Linked DNA regions of Sus scrofa: region 1 is linked to region 2. Evidence: chromatin contacts called from public HiChIP or PLAC-seq data. All regions are on one chromosome and are shown on one strand. The core of a region is the stretch at or near the end of the contact, and the rest is flanking DNA. Distances in the headings are between cores, read along the strand shown. Region 1 holds the start of MED4 (mediator of RNA polymerase II transcription subunit 4). Region 2 holds the start of CDADC1 (cytidine and dCMP deaminase domain-containing protein 1).

What was found. HiChIP or PLAC-seq counts read pairs in DNA pulled down with a chosen protein or histone mark.
Region 1: an H3K27ac HiChIP or PLAC-seq map of alveolar macrophages shows a contact between it and region 2. The contact joins the promoter of MED4 here to the promoter of CDADC1 in region 2. A contact is called at or near these places in 1 of 5 promoter capture datasets (liver) and 1 of 2 datasets of contacts at active chromatin or transcription factors (alveolar macrophages).

What each region holds. Positions count from the first base shown.
Region 1 is chr11:19,548,578-19,554,919 of Sscrofa11.1, forward strand. It overlaps MED4 (mediator of RNA polymerase II transcription subunit 4), which reads left to right and starts at 3,281. Exons shown (of 7, transcript XM_013978727.2): 1 at 3,281-3,456. The coding sequence starts at 3,329. LOC110255811 (a long non-coding RNA gene) reads left to right here. Exons shown (of 3, transcript XR_002336671.1): 3 at 984-1,389.
Region 2 is chr11:18,513,627-18,520,529 of Sscrofa11.1, forward strand. CDADC1 (cytidine and dCMP deaminase domain-containing protein 1) reads right to left here and starts at 4,511. Exons shown (of 10, transcript XM_003357836.4): 1 at 4,298-4,511; 2 at 3,467-3,564. The coding sequence starts at 4,379.

The DNA of each region.
Region 1 (6,342 bases), core at 2,031-4,530, 1.0 Mb after region 2:
TATTAAACCCAAACTCCCAGTCCATGCCACTTCCCCCCACTTTTGCAACCACAAGTCTGTTCTCCAAGTCCATGAGTTTCTTTTTAGTGGAACGGTTCGTTTGTGCCATAGATTAGATTCCAGATATAAGTGATATCATGTGGTATTTGTCTTTCTCTTTCTGACTTACTTCACACTTAGTATGAGAGTCTCTAGTTCCAGCCATGTAACTGCAAATGGCATTATTTTGTTCTTTTTCATGGCTCAGTAGTATTCCATTGTATATATATATATATATATATATATACATATACACCACATCTTCTTAATCCATTCATCTGTCGATGGACATTTAGGTTGTTTCCATGTCTTGGCTATTGTGAATAGTGATGCAATGAACATACAGGTGCATGTGTCTCTTTCAAGGAAAGTTTTATCTGGATACATGCCCAAGAGTGGGATTACTGGGTCATATAGTGGTTCTATATTTAGTAGTTTTCTGAGGTACCTCCATGCTGTTTTCCATAGTGGTCATACCAACTTACATTCCTGCCACCAGTGTAGGAGGGTTCCCTTTTCTCCATACCCTCTCCAGTATTTATTTGTTGACTTGTTAATGACAGCCATTCTGACTGGTGTGAGGTGGTACCTCACTGTGGTTTTGATTTGCATTTCACTAAGAATCAGTGATGTTGAGAATTTTGTCATGTGCTTGTTGGCCATTTGTATATCTTCTTTGGAGAAATGTCTGTTCAGGTCTTCTGTCCATTTTTCAGTTGGGTTGTTTGTTTGTTTGTTTGTTTGTTTTCCTGTTGAGTTGTATAAGTTGTTTGTATATTTTAGAGATTAAGCCCTTGTCAGTTGCATTGTTCGAAACTATTTTCTCCAATCCCATAGGTTGTCTTTTTGTTTTTTTTAATGGTTTCCTTTGCTGTGCAGAAGCTTGTCTGTTTGATTAGGTTCCATTGGTTTATTTTTGCTTTTATCTGTTTTCTTTTTTTTAGTGCCTGACTACTGGAAGAGAAATGCTTGAGTTTGATTCTTCACCCACCTTTGATGGAAACTGACTTGGAACATACTTTGGGAACTGGCTAGGGGAAGGAGCTTCAGAACAGAGGCTTGGAGGACATAGTATTTCATGGAGTTCTTGTGGTGCAATGGGTTAAGAATCTGACTACAGTAGCTCACGTCATGTGGAGGCACAGGTTAAACAATCCCTAGCCCTGTGCAGTAGGTTAAAGGATCGAGCGTTGCTGCAGCTGTGGGGTAGATCTCAGTTGCTGCTCAGGTTCAGTGCCTGGCCTGGGAACTTCCATGTGCCGTCAGTGTGGCCATAAAATTAAAAAATGAAAAATAGTGTTTCTTGAGTTATAAGGTACCAGGGCCAATGCCCACTACTGCACTGCTGAATATTCCTTTTTTTTTTTTTTTTTTTTTTTTTCTTTTTGCCATTTTTCTTGGGCCGCTCCCGCGGCATATGGAGGTTCCCAGGCTCGGGGTCGAATCGGAGCTGTAGCCGCCAGCCTATGCCAGAGCCACAGCAACGTGGGATCCAAACCGCATCTGCCACCTACACCACAGCTCATGGCAATGCCAGATCCTTAACCCACTGAGCGAGGCCAGGGATCGAACCCGCAACCTCATGGTTCCTAGTCGGATTCGTCAACCACTGAGCCACCATGGGAACTCCTGAATATTCCATTTTTTGGTTGAAGATGCCATAAATATTTGAAGTTGCTTTTAAGAATCTTTGGGAGGGAGTTCCTGTCATGGTGCAGCAGAAATGAATCCAACTAGGAACCATGAGGTTGCAGGTTTGATCCCTGGCCTTGCTCAGTGGGTTAAGAATCTGGTGTTGTCGTGAGATGATGTGTAGGTGGCAGACGCAGCTCGAATCTGATGTGGTATAGGCTGGCAGTTACCAATTGGACCCCTAGCCTGGGAGCCTCCATATGCCATGGGTGCGGCCCTAAAAAGCAAAGAAAAAAAAAAAAAAGAATCTTCAGGAGACTATGGACAGAAATCATTGAAAATAAGATTTTACCAATTAGAGGCAAAACTATAGATAACTACAGTTTGTTTTCAGTTTCTGATGATTTCAGCACCTCTGTCAACAACAAATCCAATAATAGTTATTGGGACTCACCGTGTTTCAGACAGTATTCTGAGACTGGGGCTAGGTCTTTGAGAAGTTCCAAGAGACTCTGCCCTCATGGAGTTTATATCCTAGTGGAGGAGACAATTAGCAGAGCACACATCAACTGACTTAGGTGAAATGTTAGAAGATGACAAATGCTGTAGGAAAAAATGAAGAGCTGGGTAAAGGTGGCGGAAGGTGGAGGTGAGACGGCAGTTGTAAACAAGGTGGCCAGGGTGGGGGTCCCGAAGAAAGTGCAGTTTGTGTCCCAAGAGCAGATGGCCTTGTGACTTTCTGGGGGGCAACCCATGAAGGCAGGGAGAACAGCAGTGCCAATGCCCTAAGGCAGGAGCGTCCTGGTGCTTGAGAACCAGAATGACTGGAGCCGAATGAATGAAGGGGTGTGACTACAGAAAGGCCAGAGGATGCTGGTGTTGGTAGCACAACAATATGAATATACCTAATTCCAGTGAATTGTACACTTACACACCATTAACACAGTAATTTTATGCTGAATGCATGTGACCACAGAAAAAAAAAATTAAAGAAAATAAGGATTACATTTCCTGTCCTAAAGAGCTCACAGCCTCCCTGAGAGCCCGAACAGAGGGTGGAAATAGCATTATGGGAACGCAGACTAAACAGCGATAAATCCGGTAGGTCCCCGGCCCATTGCTCAAAGACACTGACACAAGATGCAGGCCATTATGTAATTCCCACAAATGCCCTTGAGCAGGAGTTCCCACTGTGGCACAGCCCAACACTATTAGGGGCATCTCTGCAGCACTGGGACGCGGGTTTGATCCCCAGCTGGCACAGTGGGTTAAAGGATCCAGCGATTGGTAGGTCACAAATGTATCTGGGATTTGATCCTTGGCCCAGGAACTCCGTATGCCCGCGAGGCGGCCAAAAAAAAGGAAAAAACAAACAAACAAACTCCACTGAGCAGCTGCTTGAATAAGCTAAGGTGCTGGAAACCTGACCGCGTTGGGCCCCCAGTTCTGGGTTTGGCCCTCGCTCGCGGGTTGGACCCAAGAAGCCCTCACTAGCCCAGCAGATGGCGCCGGCGCCTGCAAGACACCTCCAGGCGCGCAGGGGGCGCTCTGGCCCAGGCTCTCTACCTCGCCTCTGTGACCCTTCCTTCCGCCCGCGGACCGACACTCTTCCTTAGAGCGCAGCTGCGCACGCGCCGGCTGTTAGTGTGTCGGGAGGATGGCGGCGTCTTCGAGCGGCGAGAAGGAGAAGGAGCGGTCGGGCGGCGGCGGTTTGGGAGCGGCGAGCGGCAACAGCACTCGCGAGCGGCTGCTTTCTGCGCTGGAAGACCTAGAGGTCTTGTCCAGGTGAGGCCGTCGCCTGGGGGCCTGGCTGGAGCTGGGCCGGGAGCATTGACTCAGGCTGGTTCCTGGGTCTCGGCGGGGAGGGCCGCACTCCGGGACTGCGGCGCGCGCTTCGGAGGCAGTGCGCGAGGGTCGTGGACGTAGGCCCGCAACCCTCGGGGACTCGCCGGCATTCCCGCCCCACCCCCATAGAGGACATTTTAATACTGCCAGTGACTCTGGAACCCCAGACTCTCAGAATCGTAGGGACCTTAGAGGTCGCCGGGAGAGTCGCTTCGTCCACCGGCCTTCGACAGACATGTAAGGAGCTCCTCCCGCCGGTCCCGCGCTGGGAGACGGTCCTGAGGGAGACTAGATACTGACGTAGACGAGCCCAGTGTCCGGGGTAGACAGACGTGTAAACAGTAACTGTGGCGCGGAGCCTGTTTGGATTGGAGGCTGCTGCAGCAGGGGCGCTAGGCGTCTGTCCCCCTTGTCGTCAGGGCAGGCTCCCTGGAGAAACGAATGCACTCTCTAGAGGAAGTTAATTCAGACTCTTTAGCTTAGAATGTCCAGCAAGGGCATTCATCCTGTTAATCCATCCTGTTGTCGCTGCACTTCTCAGCCCTCCAGTAATATCCTTTATTCCAGCCTCGGTGAACTGCTTCCCAGCTTCCTTTTCTTCAGTGCGTTTCCACTCCACCTCCAACCTGATTCATTTATCCTCCAGAATCCTGTTCAAGTGTCCCTTTTTCTGTAATCAACATTCTAAATCTTACTATATACAGGCACACCTTGTTACACTTTATTGCACTTTGCACATATTGCATTTTTTACAAATTGAAGGTTTGTGACAACCATGTGTCAATCAGGTCTGTTGGTACCATTTTTCCGTCAGCATTATTTTTAAATTAATGCTGTTTTCTTTAATGTATAATTGTTTTTTAGACATAATGCCATGGCACACTTAATAGACTACGGTATAGTGTAAACATAACTTTTATATGCACTGAAAAACCAAAAACTGAGTCACTTTATTGTGGTAGTCACATCATTGCATTGATGTGGAAAACTGAACCTGAAGTATCTCTGAGGTATGTCTGTAATTGTATTATCTGATCTACTAATAATTACATTTTTATCTTTGCTGTGAGTTCAGGCCTTGCCATACATGGCAAGCATTACTTACCAGATTCCTTGGTCAATGTGATACCAAATGATGTTTTAATATACTAAGTAACCTGATGCTAAAAATGTAAAAACACATAGACACCGGAAGTTAAATAGCTTATGTGTTTAATTCACTGTTTAGGCTATTAGATTGAAATACCTTGTAGTGACAAAAAGGACACGTGGAATTTTGGCGTCAGTACAGTGAACAAGGAACTCATGGGCATAAGACAGCAATCTTAATGTTTCCTCTGTGTAAATGTTCACACAGATTAATTCATGTGCTATTTCCTTCATGTTGATTCACTTCCTGGCTTGTGGAGAATTTGTCAGCTTCTTTAGTTAATCCTATCAGATGAATATCAGCATGATTTCTTAGTAAAAAGACCTTGGCGAGACTGAGTTCTCCGAGTATGAGGTTTTCAGTTAAATTATTCAAGTATCCGAGTTCCTGTCGTGACGCAGAGGAAAGGAATCTGACTATGAACCATGAGGTTGCGGGTTCGATCCCTGGCCTCCTCAGTGGGTTAAGGATCTGGTGTTGCCGTGAGCTGTGGTGTAGGTCGAATACATGGCTCAGATCCTGGTTGCTGTGGCTGTGGTGTAGGCCAGCGGCTACAGCTCTGATTCGACCCCTAGCCTGGGAACCTCCACATGCTGCAGGTGTGGCCCTAAAAAAACAAAAAATAAATAAATAGATAGGACCAACTGTCAGATGATGAGTGTAAAATTAGTCAAGTAAAAAATGTTCCTTATAATTTCTTCGTTTTGACCAACTATGTGATGTAGGTGGTAGCAATTAATTTTTCTATGAATATGTTGACTTTGTGAAGAAGTGATACCTCTTTTGGGAAGTAGTGGATGCTGGGTTTTGAGTAGAAATTGAAATTTGAAATATGATAATTTTAAATCTTTGCCTTGGTTTATTCGGTGAACTGTTACTTCTCACCCTTCTAATCTGGAACCCAGTAAATTCATTTCTTTTCTCTGCTTTACTTGCAGAGTAACCGTAGTATATATTTCATATTCACCAAGTTCAGGAACTGTTTCTAAACCTGCCCTTCCAGGATAACGGTCTTTGAGAATGTCTCTTGACACTGAACAACCCTGAAGTCAAATCTTTCCATCTTGCCTCTGGATTGATTGGCTCCTGGGTTGGGTATCTGAGGTGTGTTTACCTGATGCCCTCAGTACCTGGAGGAGTGCATATCCACATTTGATTCCTGATTTTTGAGTGTAGCATTATCTGTTTGATAAAGTGTATTTACCTACTGAAGTTTTGGATCTTCATTTAGATTTTCCTCAAGAACCTCAGTGTTTCAGAAACTTCTTCAGCTTTCCTGTTGCATCACTTGGGGTGCTGAGTTCTTCTGAAGTTCTTCTGTTTCCCATTGTCCACAAATGCCAAAAAGGCTTGGATTTCTCGTTAATTTGTATTCCTCATTGTAATCACCAGTACTACAGGATCTAGCCTCTGTGTGAGTTACACGTGTGTGGAAATGTGGGCAAGCCTTCTACTTGATAAGCCAGGAAATCGGCTGCTTCCTCTACAGCAACACAGGGCTCTCTTCCTCTCCTGTAACCAGGGACAGGGCGTGCAGGCTCCTTCAGCCTCCCTTCATCCTTGGGGAGGACAGGCTTCTACTTGGTCCACACAGCGAACAGCACTGAACCCACAGACCTCTCCCTCCTCGAGCTCCCCTGCCTAAGGCAAGCCCTTGTGGGGTTTTCTGTTGATTT
Region 2 (6,903 bases), core at 3,261-5,760:
TACTGACAACACCAAATGCTGGTGAGGATGTAGAACAGCAATTCTTTTGTTTTTTCCTTTTTTGGGGGGGGGAGGGGAGCCATCGGGGGCATATGGAGTTCTCGGGCCAAGGATCAGATCTGAGCTGAAGTTGTGACCTAAACCACAGCTGTGGCAACGCTGGATCCTTAACCCACTGTGCCAGGCTGGGGATCAAACCTGAGTCCCAGTGCTCCCAAAATGCCAATGATCCCACTGTGCCACAGGAGGAACTCCAACAACAGGAATTCACTGCTGGTGGGAATCCAAAATGGTACAGCCACTTTGGAAGACAGTCTGGCAATTTCTAAACATATCCTTACTATACTCTTTGCACAATTGTGCTCCTTAGTATTTGCCTAAAGAAGCTAAAAACTTATCACCACACAAAAATCTGTACACAGATGTTTACAGCAGCTTTATTCATAATTGCTATAACTTGGAAGCAACCAAGATGTTCTTTGGAAGGTGAATGGATTAAATAAATTGTGGTATATCCAGACAAGGCAATCTGATTTAGTGTTAAAAATGGACTATCAAGTCATGAAAAGACCTGAAGGAAACTTAAAAGCATATTACTAAATGAAAGAAGCCTAACTGAAAAAGCTATATACCATATGATTCCAACTATATAACATTCTGGAAAAGGCAAAACTGGAGACAGTAAAAGATGAGTGGTTGCCTGTGGGTGGGGTGAGGGAGGAACGTATAAGTGGAGCCCAGGAAATTTTCAGGGCAAGGAAAATACTCTGTATCATATCATGATGATGCATATATATCATCATATTTTGTCCAAATCCATAGAGTGTACAACAGCAAGACTGAACCATAGTGTAGACTTTGGGTGATAACGATGAATCAATGTACTGCTTGGGGAAGATGTGGATAATGGGGAGGCTATTCATGAGTGCAGGGGTATATGGGAAGTCTCTGTTCTTTCCCCTCAATTTTTTTTTTTTTTTTTTTTTGTCTTTTGTCCATTTAGGGCTGCACCCATGGCGTATGGAGGTTTCCAAGGCTAGGGATTGAATCAGAGCTGTAGCTGCTGGCCTATACCACAGCTACAGCAACAAGGGAATCGAGCTGCATCTGAGCTTCACTGGAGACCTACACCATGGCTCACGGCAACGCCGGATCCTTAATCCATTGAGCAAGACCATGGACGCTAGTTGGATTCATTAACCACTGAGCCATGACAGGAACTCTCTTTCCCCTCAATTTTGCTATGAAACTAAAAGCGCTTTAAAATAGTAGTTGTTTGTTTTGTCTTTTTAGGGCCGCATCTACAGCATATGGAAGTTGTTTATTTAGGGCCACACCCACGGCATATGGAGGTTCCCAAGGCTAGGGGGCGAATCTGAGCTGCAGCTGCCAGCCTAGCCACAGCCACAGCAATGCCAGATCTGAGCTGCACTGGAGACCTACAGCACAGCTTACGGCAATGTAAGCCACTTACGTTAACCCACTGAGCAGGGCCAGGGATGGAATCCACATCCTCATGGATACTAGTCGGGTTCTTTACTGTTGAGCCACAAGGGGAACTCCTAAAATAGTAGAGTCTTAATGAAAAAAAAGTGAATTCCCTAATCCCCTATTAAAATTCTTCAATGCAATTCCCATACTTAAAAGGACAAAATCTAAATCCCTTGCAAGGCACAGGTTTTTTCTGATCTGACTTTTGCCTCCCTTTCTAAGCGCATATCCAGTCTCTTCCCTCTACCCAATTTTACCCTCCAACATGAGGACTACAAAGTCTCTCTTCAAGCTTGTGTGGAGTGTCTCGGCTTGGCAGATACCTACTCATTCCTCATGTCTCAGTGCAAATGCAACTTCCCCTGTGACTCCCTCCCTTACTTCCCCGTGGAAAGCCTGGTCCTCAGCCTTCAGTCTTGGTAGCATCTCTACTTCCACTTTCTGCTTGACTCCATCATCTATTATATCGTAATTGTTTACATGCCTAGTTTTTTCCCCATTAGAAAATAAGGACCACATCCTTCTTTTTGTATCTCCAGTGTCAAATACACAACCTCACTCACCCACAGTTAAAAAAAAAAGACATCAAAAATTAAAAAGAAAAAAAGGGAGTTCCTGTCGTGGCGCAGTGGTTAACAAATCCGACTAGGAACCATGAGGTTGCAGGTTCGGTCCCTGCCCTTGCTCAGTGGGTTAATGATCCGGCGTTTCCGTGAGCTGTGGTGTAGGTTGCAGACGCGGCTCGGATCCCACGTTGCTGTGGCTCTGGCGTAGGCCGGTGGCTACAGCTCCGATTCAACCCCTGGGAACCTCCATATGCCGTGGGAGCGGCCCAAGAAATAGCAAAAAAAAAAAAAAGGAGAGTTTTCTTGTGGCACAGCTGCGTTTTCACGGCAGCAGCATGAGTCGCTGCTGTGGTGTGGGTTTGATCCCTGGCCCAGGAACTTCCATGCAAATAAATAAATAAATAAACAAAAGATTATTATGAATGACCTCATAAGAGCACTGGGGGAATTTAAAGATTTACAAAAAGTGTGTCTGTGGAAAATCTAAAGCAACCTTTTAGCAGAATTACTGGCAAACTGGAAACTTCAACAAGCCTATGCAGAATATAATTACTACTTTGTAAGTGGAAGAAAAAAATCTTGTGCTTAAAACAAAAGATTGAAGGAAAGTATCCAAATGTCAAAAGCGTAGTGTCAGAATGGTGAGAAGCTACAGATAATTTTTCCCTCTTTTTCCCATTTTTAAAAATGTCTGAAATACTTACCTTAGCCTAATAATATTTTCCAAACTTTGAAATCTACTAAACCAAAACGGTGAGAAACAAGCTCCATGTATAAAAGAAACCTAACTCCAAGCATGTAGGAAAATGATGAGAGTGGAGCACCTTGCTGCTCCAAGAACAGAAGAAAGAAAAGATGTACAATGTACATACTTCCAATACACTGGCTTTTATGATGAGCCTTATTTTACATTCCAAATCTGTTTTGATCATCTTTTTTGAGATCCAAAAAAGAGACTCCTTACATGAAGCAAAACCAATTAACATTCATGGATATAAGAGTAGATGCTAAGAGGTATACCAAGTGAAATGAGACATGGTCTCTCTCTTCATCAATTTAGTTTGGTGGAAGAGGGTAAAAAACCACCAAGATGAAACACCAACCATATTCAATTGAGTGATAAATTATGTGGTATAGACAGCAATCTATTTAGCCAAACCAACATAAAAATGCTATCAATATCTGATGAACAGGGCAGTCTGAGAGGGTAATTATTCCATTTTTAGACTGGAAACAGAAGCTATCACAGCTATGAACCACAGGTATCATACTAAACCACAGAGGTATTTTGCAAATTTGAAGGCTTGTTGAGTTTGTTTTTAAGTATAACAGAAACTGGAGCAATAAAATCAAATTCTAGACCGTTGCTTTTCTAAGAAGAAAAAATTACCTAAGGAAACAAATTGTACCTGAGATTTTTGTCTTTGGGTTTCGACTACTGGGAAGAGCTCCATCCAGAGACTGAGCAGAGTGAAAAGGTTGACTTTAGAAAGCCTTGGTATTTCACCTACAAAAGAAAGGGCAAACATCTTAAAGATTTACCAACGATGAAAATAAGAACTAAGCTCAATGCTACTTGGGTGCTGAAGTCCTAGTTCAGCTGTTTTAACAGGAGGCAGAGAAAAAGGATTTGTGTACTGGAAAATCAAAGTGCTTTCTTAGCAGGAGACTGGTATCAACCGCCTTGCCAGCAATCTCCTGTGGCGCTTTCAAAAGTTGGACCCTGTCACCCGGCAGAAAAAAAAAAATAGTATAACTCATCAAGGTAGCTATGGAAACAATCCAAAAGAAGTTATGAAAATTCCTAGCATCTGATGTCATCGTGGAGCAAGTTTTACTTTGGATTGTGATGAGACGTTGCAACAAGGGCCGCAGTTAGAACACAGAACTAAAAATACGGTGACCTTTGAAGGTAAAGCAGTTGAAATACAGGAAAGTGTCCCGTGCGGTTAATTTTGATACCAAGTCAAAAACAAGGTTGGGGGAATTTTCAGGCTCGTCGATCCCCGTAGATCCCACCTCCAGATCCTGGAGGAAGAGTAAAGGGGGGCAGTGAGCGCAACTTCAAAATCCTGTGCAGCGGGGCCAAGGAATCCCGGTGACTGAGAGAGAGACGCGCCCAGGGCGGAGATAGGACACACTGGAATAGAAGGGCAAGCGGGGACTGGAAGTGAAACCGCGGGAGACGCACAGAGGAGAGCGAAAGGCTGGGGGGCGGGAACAAGGTTCGAGGCACTCACCGGTCATGCTGCCAGTCTGGGTGCTGACTGACCGCCCAGCCTCCGCGCTCTCCAGATTTTGCATCTGCCCTGCTTCTTTCATCCCCAGCCTAGCTGTCTCTGCTGTCCAGGAAACCTCTCGCTATTCGGCATGATCTTTGCCCCAGCTACTCCACCTCTCGTCCCCTCCCAGCAACTGTACAGCAACCGCCACCCCGGCGCAGCCCAATGACGTAGGAGCCCGGCCGCCATTTCCGGGCGCCTTGTGTGACGTCACGAGGAAGCGTGGCCGCCGTGGCGCCGCGCCGCTCCTTTCCCGGCGACCGGGTAGATAGGAGACGCTGTGCAGTAAGTCGTTGCAGGCTTGTATTTGACTCTGTTGTTTTGCTGAAGTATGGTTGCTTGAGGATGTCTTGGCTCGAAGTCCCAGGTTGCGCAGGCTCTGACAGGCTGATGAGGGCAGCGCGCGCCTGAGAGTTTGGGTCAGAGAGCGAAGGAGAATTGAAATGGGAACCTGCCCCATCTGTGGTCTGAGAGAATTTGAGGGCGAAGAGGGGTGAGCTGGGCGGTCCAGATTGCTATCCTCTGAGAGCGACCTGTCCTAGGGAATTTAGTGCCGGGGACCACCATAGGGACGCTGTGCTTCTTATTAAACACATGAGGAACTGAGAGTTGGAACCGTAATTGTGGGGAATTGCACAATACGGGGGTAGGAGGAAGTGGCCCCTGGAAAATCTGAGAAGAACGTGGCATTGTGGATTTGTGTCCAGTGCAATTTCTTTTTATTATTTTGTAATTGTCCTAGACGGGACTCAAAATGAAGCCCTTCCTTCCCCTAGTGACTCAGAGCCTGGTTTCCATCACCAACTTGTGCTGTTATCACAACTTGGTATACTTAAATATAGCAAGACAGAAAAACTGCTCAAAGACTATGAAAGCAAAAGCCAACGTTAAAAAGTACATCATCTTGTGGTAGACTCAAGAGAGAATCTAAAGTGTTGATGAGTATGATTATGGTTCATTAATTTTCACTATAATAGTATTCATTGTAGCTATAGATCACCATTTACTTATCCATATTTGAGTCAGAAGACATTTGCACTCTCTCCATCTTTTTGCTGTTACAGACAATGCTGATTAAAACATTTTTGTTGTCGTGGGAGCGGCCCAAGAAATAGCAAAAAGACAAAAAAAAAAAACCCAAAAAAACAAAAAAACCAAAAACATTTTTGTTATGTCTCCTTATGTTCATGTAGAAGAGTTTCTTTAGGGACTAAGGAATAGGATTCTTGGGTTGTCAGGTTTCCCAGCTAAAGCTGAAAAGTTTTCCAGAGAGATTGTTTGCCTACCTGGCTGGCATAAAATGGTTTCTCATGGCTATAATGTCCCCTGATTTCTTCTTGGGTTGATTGTTTCCTCTCTATGAAATACCCATTAACCATTTCTCTATTTTGGTAGTTCTATTTCTTACTCATTTTGTAAGCATTTCTTTCTTTCTTTCTTTTTTTTTTTTTTTTTTTTTTCGGTTGTCCCAGGGCCAGGGACCAGATCCAAGCCACAGTTGTGACCTACATGGTGGCAGCGCTGGGACCTTTAACCCACTGCACCCATTGGATATCGAACCTGTGTCCTAGCTCTACAGAGACACCGCCCACCCTATTTCATCACAGCGGGAACTCCCATAAGCATTCTTTATACATCCTGGGTAGTCCTTCTTGGTTGGGTATGTATGTAGTTAATATCTTCTCCCCATTTGTCACTTGCTTTTTCACTTTTTTTCCTTGGCTTTTTTAGGGCCAAGGAGGCACATGGAGGTTCCCAGACTAGGGGTCAGATCAGAGCTGTAGACTGGCAGCTGTAGCTCTGATTTGACCCCCAGCCTGGGAACTCTTATATGCTGCAGGTGTGGCCCTAAAAAGTTAAAAAAAAAAAAAAAAAGATATCTTTTCTATTTCCTCTAAAAGCCACAAATTTTTCCTTTTATATTTATACCCTCATTCATCTAGAACTTATTTTTGTGTATGATGTGAGGTAGGAATCTGATTTTTTTTTCCACTTGCATAATTAGTTGTCCAGCACTATTTCCTCATTGATCTGCAATGTCACCTCTGTCATGTATCAAATTTCCATATACACATGAGACTGTTTATGGGCTGTATACTGTGTATCATTGCTTTATTATACCTCTGTAATAAACACCTTTTTTTACCCCCAAAAAAGCCACTTTATTTTCCTCAGAAATAGCTTGGTTATTCTTTTTTTTTTTTTTGTCTTTTTAGGGCTGCACCCACGGTACATGGAGGTTCCCAGGGATCAAATTAGGTGTAGCTGCTGGTCACAGCCACAACCACAGCAGCGCCAGATCCAAGCCGCATCTGCGACCTCCCCCACAGCTCACGGCAACACAATATGCTTAACCCATTGAGTGAGGCCAGGGACTGAATCTGCATCTTCATGGATACTAGTCAGATTCATTTCTGCTGGGCCACGACAGGAACTCCTCTTGGTTATTCTTGACCCTTTAATTTTCCATGTAAATTTTAGAATTGTAGTGTTATATTCATCAAAAAATTCCTCTGGAGGAGTTTCCTTGTGGTGTAGCAGATTAAGTATCCAGTGTTGTCACT